2 separate regions of the Arabidopsis thaliana genome follow, and region 1 is linked to region 2. Evidence: chromatin contacts called from public ChIA-PET data. All regions are on one chromosome and are shown on one strand. The core of a region is the stretch at or near the end of the contact, and the rest is flanking DNA. Distances in the headings are between cores, read along the strand shown. Region 1 holds the start of AT3G27330 (zinc finger (C3HC4-type RING finger) family protein). Region 2 holds the start of PHB4 (prohibitin 4).

What was found. ChIA-PET counts read pairs in DNA pulled down with a chosen protein or histone mark.
Region 1: a contact with region 2 is called in an H3K4me3 ChIA-PET map of shoot, with 10 read pairs. The contact joins the promoter of AT3G27330 here to the promoter of PHB4 in region 2. A contact is called at or near these places in 3 of 26 Hi-C or Micro-C datasets (root, seedling and vegetative nucleus) and 1 of 2 datasets of contacts at active chromatin or transcription factors (shoot).

What each region holds. Positions count from the first base shown.
Region 1 is chr3:10,119,330-10,122,029 of TAIR10.1, forward strand. It overlaps AT3G27330 (zinc finger (C3HC4-type RING finger) family protein), which reads right to left and starts at 1,316. Exons shown (of 7, transcript NM_113648.3): 1 at 1-1,316. The coding sequence starts at 1,187. It overlaps AT3G27340 (Myb domain protein), which reads left to right and starts at 1,905. Exons shown (of 4, transcript NM_113649.4): 1 at 1,905-2,072; 2 at 2,159-2,266. The coding sequence starts at 1,974.
Region 2 is chr3:10,075,369-10,078,068 of TAIR10.1, forward strand. PHB4 (prohibitin 4) reads left to right here and starts at 1,441. Exons shown (of 3, transcript NM_113642.4): 1 at 1,441-1,847; 2 at 2,156-2,695. The coding sequence starts at 1,536. The coding sequence ends at 2,683. AT3G27270 (TRAM, LAG1 and CLN8 (TLC) lipid-sensing domain containing protein) reads left to right here. Exons shown (of 3, transcript NM_001338865.1): 2 at 266-784; 3 at 886-989. The coding sequence ends at 338.

The sequences.
Region 1 (2,700 bases), core at 66-2,565, 44 kb after region 2:
CGAATTTCACCGATTGAGTCGGTGGTTGTGTAATTTCTGATGACGGAAGTTAGAGTTTCACCGGATGGGATGTAGAAGAACTCGTCGACGTCGATAAACGCAATCCAATCGCAATCGCTCTTTGCACGGATCGCGCAATTAGAGAATCCGGCTTCCTGAGTTTTAATCCACGGCCAGAAATGTCTAGAGATGTTGTAACCACGTCTTTCGAGATTCTCGATCTCGGCGATGATATCGTCGTCGCTGTTGTTGTCATAGATGAACCACCGTTGAACGCCAATTCCGGCGTGATACATCACCCACTCTCTCAAAACCGCGGCTGCGTTTCGGGTCATGGTGCAAACGCACATTTGAAAGGGTTTCTTTCGCGGCGGGTTAATGATCCGAACCGGCTGAGCGATAGAAGGAAGCATTCCGGTTCCTCCTTTGATTCTAACCGAGACTTTAACAGGCCCACGGGCCGCTTTTGGGCCGTCTAACACAGCTAACGGTGTTCTACACCGTACGATCTCCTGAGCCGCAGTGATGACATCTGATCTTATTAACCGATTATGTTTCGCGAAATCCCAACCGTACACGCACTCATATCTCGACACGTCAGCAACTCTTCCTGGCCGTAGATTAAGCCCCTTGACAAAAACCACCGTAGAGTTATCGTAGTCGATCACGGCGTCGTAAACCAGCCAATCATACCGGTGAGTTGGTCCAGCCGGGAGATGATCATCGGTCGTCCATCTCGAAACGGCAAGCGAAATGGTGTAGCCACGTGGCGTCTCAGGACACCGTACGATCTGACCTCCAAATTTGTCTCTGTCCACAGCCGTCGGATACACTTTCCGTAGCTTCGACGAACCGGAGAAAACGCAAATGAGATCGTCTTTTGTAAATAACCGACGAGACTGAGGGTATTTTAGGAAAACCAGAGTTTGTTCAGGTAATTTCACCGCTTCACGAATCGTAACCGCCGGAGAAGACGATATAGACTCACGGAAAACCGCCCTTGCCGTAACAGCCGTTGAGAAGCTTATCGTCGAACGAACCACCGGACGAAACTTCCCCTTAAAAATAAACATGGTGGAGAAGAGAACGAAGGAGAAGACAAACAGAATCACGAACCAAAAGAACGTCCGCCATGAAACAACGACGTCTCCGCCGCAACCACCACCAAGTTTCCTACGAACTTTCATCTCCTACGCCGCCGAAATCGCCGGCGTAATGGATTAGAGAAGAAATTCTGTTTTAATTTTGTTCTGTTTTTCTTTACTTCTCTGATTCTTTTCCGGTCAAAGTTTCTGGTTTTGGATGATGAGAAGAGTTTTGAATTTACGTTATTCCTCTTTTTGTTGTTTCTCAATTAAGAAGAAGAAAAAGGTAACAAAATTTTATTTATTCCTGACGTATGAAGAATATGAAAAGAGAAGAAAAAAAGTTACGAACTTGGAGAAGGAGAAAAAAAGACGGCTCACTAAAACAATTGGTCTCCGATCATATTTATTTGCTTTTTTAAGGATACGAATTTTACTTTTTGTTGACGGTTTTCGTTTACTTCACTTTCTTTGACGTTGAATAGTAAGTAGTTTAATACAACAACAACAACAAAAATATGTAGTTTAGTAGGAAAAAACAAAAAAAAACGGATACTTTGCGTGTTTATTTTTCATGTTGTAAGTTCTTTACGGCTTTTATGAATTTTTACGTTTGATTTTCCGTTTGAGGCGTGATTTTGCTTTACCTTTGACTAAAGTTAGACCAGTAGTTAATAACTACTAGTTATTATGGCCGCAGAAGTTATTAGGACCTAATCACTAATCAGCACTTAGTTCTCTCCTTACGACGCCGTTTTAGCATCTAGTATAAAACTAATATAACCAAATCCAATGGGCTTCTGAGTTAGGCCCAATAAAGTACGTTTAGAGTTAGAATGAAGCTAGAAGCTTAAAAATCATCGTCTCCGGCGATCGCCGGGAAAAGAAATGTGGGCGATTACGAGAGTGATAAGCCGGCGAGTTCATGGAACAAGTTTTATTACTATTCCAAAACTCTCAGGTTTCTCTATTGTATCTCCCAAACAAGTAAGCTTCTCTGTTTCTTCTTACGTTTACACGGCGATCAGAAATTTTTGGAATTGAAATCTGATTTGTCGAATATCGTTTTGAAGGTTGAGGTAGAGTATGCAGATGGAACCAAGTTCAATTTTTCATCAGAGTTTCTGAGAATTCATAGTCCAGCTGCTGATGGAAAAGTCAGATCAATCGGTGGTGAAAAGGTAATTTTGAGATGGTTCAAAGCCACATGATTGTTTTGTGAAGGTTATAGAGTTTTGATATCTTGTGTTAGCTCATCTTTTAGACATTCTTAATTGCAATATTGTGATAGCTACCTATGAGACTAGATTAAGCATTGGATGCTGCTTTTGTTTATTTTTGGCTTATTGTTTTTGGTCCAGCTAAAATTGTGACCACTAGCTTGTTGTTCTTACTCCAACTTATGCTTGGTTCTAGATGGATTCTGGTTAAAGGAAATTCTAGTTTGGTGGCTCTTTGACTTTTTTATAATCCCTGTGAAATTATTGACAACTAGGTTGTTGTTCTTGTCACGACATGTACTTAAAAACTTGAAGACGAGGTTTATGTAGATTAGGCTACGGTTAACCAATACGCCGTGTTTTTGTTTCTCTACCTTATGACTACTAGTTTTCTG
Region 2 (2,700 bases), core at 191-2,690:
TCATCGATTCATCAAAGTTTTAGATTTTAATTCAGATTTCATCTTAAGGGAGGGTATTACGAGTATAGGAATGTGATTATCATATTAATGAAAGTTGAGGTTTTAAAAATAGCTTAACCAAACAAATGTAATCTTGCCAAAAAGATATAAAATGAGTCCATCAACAAAATTTATCGGAGTTACAAGATCATCAGATTCCGAAAAGCTTTTCTGTTTATGCGAGCGGTAATAGTGTTTTTTGATGTCTCCGTCGATTTCTTTGAAGGTGGCCAAAGGCGAAACGGAGACACTATTGTGCAACAAGTTGTTCATTTGTTTCCAAACATGGTAAGCTGTAGCATGAGCAACTCCTACTAATTTCCAAAGAATTGTGGGAGCAGTCTCTGTTTTTAGCTTAGTCCAAGCCAGAATTGAAATCCAAGTAATAAAGATATAAGGCGATATCGTTAATCCTCTTCTGGTGTTTTCTGTATGTAAAACGGCGTCTTTCTTTTGATTCGAAACGGAGGAGTTTGTGAAGGGTAACAAGACGGAATGGTTCTTTATATCTGGGAGGACCAAGATGGGGAAATGTGGAAAAAGAATGAATCGTAGAGACAATGGAGGATACTGGAGGGTAGTATCATCTCTGCCAAGAAGATTCATGCTGGAGAAGCAGGCCTTGTCGGCTACAAATACTCACTAGAGTACTACATTGGAAAACAACCAAAATGGCGTAAAAGAGGGTTGGTTGATGCATGAACACTGGCTTAAGTCTTCTGATGATATTAATAACTACGAGCTGGTAAGAGTATATATGTACGTTTACTTACTTGGTTTCCAAGTTATTGAGACTCTTGAGTTTTGGTTTTTATTGTGACGACTTCTGTTGTTTTGTTTGAGTAGGGCAATTATGCTATGTGCAAGATCTATCTGAGTCCACACGCAGCAAAGAAGAAGAAAACACACGATGAAGAGATCGACGATTTAGTTCAATTTGTGGAAGCAGCCTTAGATGTTTCTTTTTATCTACTTTTGCTGTCCAAAGTCAGAGGTCTCATTGTCTTTATATAGAATTTCTTGTATATAACATTTTCCACTGGTTGTATAGAAAAATCAATTTTAGTCTTTTGTGCTTATTCACTCTAATCAAAATCTCTAATCAAGGTGAAGGAGGAGGTGGAGGAAGAACATTTTCATCTTGCTCTCTAAGAAGATCCAAAATCTCTGCAGGGTTGTTATCAACACGCTCTTCGTCTCTGTCTTCCTCTCCGGATTTAGTTTCGTTTATGGGCAAATAATCAAATTCGGGTTTAATCTTCCAAACCGTTGTTTCCTTTTATATTACATCATTTCCTTTTCCTTTTTTATTATTGGGCCGAAGTAGTTTATATTATTAATGGGCTTTAAACAAGCCCATATTCAATAATTGTCGGCCAAAAAAAACCCTCTCTTCCAAGTTCCAAAATCATTTCATAAACCCTAACAAACCCCTAAATCTTTCCTTTCTCAATTCTCTCCTTCGAAGCTTTTTTCTTGTGAGGTCAGAAAAGAAAATGGGAAGTCAACAAGTAGCGATTTCGTTTCTGACGAACTTGGCGAAGGCGGCGTTTGGGTTAGGTGTGGCGGCGACGGCACTAAACTCGTCGCTCTACACTGTTGATGGTGGCGAGAGAGCTGTTTTGTTCGATCGATTCAGGGGAGTGTTGGATCAGACCGTCGGCGAAGGGACTCATTTCTTGATCCCGTATCTCCAGACGCCGCACATATACGATATTCGTACGAAACCTCACACTTTCTCCTCCAAATCTGGTACTAAGGATCTTCAGATGGTTAATCTCACCCTTCGTGTTCTCTTTCGCCCTGAGGTAATTTCGATTTTAGCAACAATCAATTTCTCGATTCTGTGTTTGATTTTGTATACATTGGTTGTTTACAAGATCGAGGGTTTAGGATGATCGTGTTCGTTCGATTTAGCAATCATTTATCGATTCTGTGTTTGATTTCGTGGAATTTGAAGTTTGTGTACAAGATCTAGAGTTGAAGATAATCCTTATGTGTAATTTGGTTTCTTCGATGAATGTTACTCTTATTATAGAAGCTTTTGGTGCATATCTATGCTGGCTTCGATTGTTTGAGGGATTGAATAAGTTGTTGTGGTTATTTTACTGTGAAGGTTTCGCGTCTCCCGTACATTTTCCAAACATTGGGTCTTGAATACGATGAGAAGGTTCTTCCATCGATTGGAAATGAGGTCTTGAAAGCTGTGGTTGCTAATTTCAATGCTGATCAGCTCCTCACTGAGCGTCCTCAAGTATCAGCACTTGTTCGTGATGCTCTTATCAAGCGTGCCAGGGAATTTAACATTGAGCTCGACGACATAGCCATTACTCACTTATCGTACGGTGCTGAGTTCTCGAGGGCAGTGGAGGCGAAGCAAGTGGCTCAGCAGGAAGCTGAAAGGTCAAAGTTTGTGGTGATGAAGGCTGATCAAGAGAGGAGAGCTGCGGTTATAAGAGCAGAAGGTGAGAGTGAAGCTGCTCAGTTGATATCAGATGCAACAGCTAAAGCAGGAATGGGACTAATTGAGCTTAGGAGGATTGAAGCTTCAAGGGAGGTTGCGGCTACTCTGGCTAGGTCTCCGAACGTGGCTTACTTACCTGGTGGACAAAGCATGCTCTTTAATCTGAACCCTGGTCGTTGAGCTATAACATTGGTATG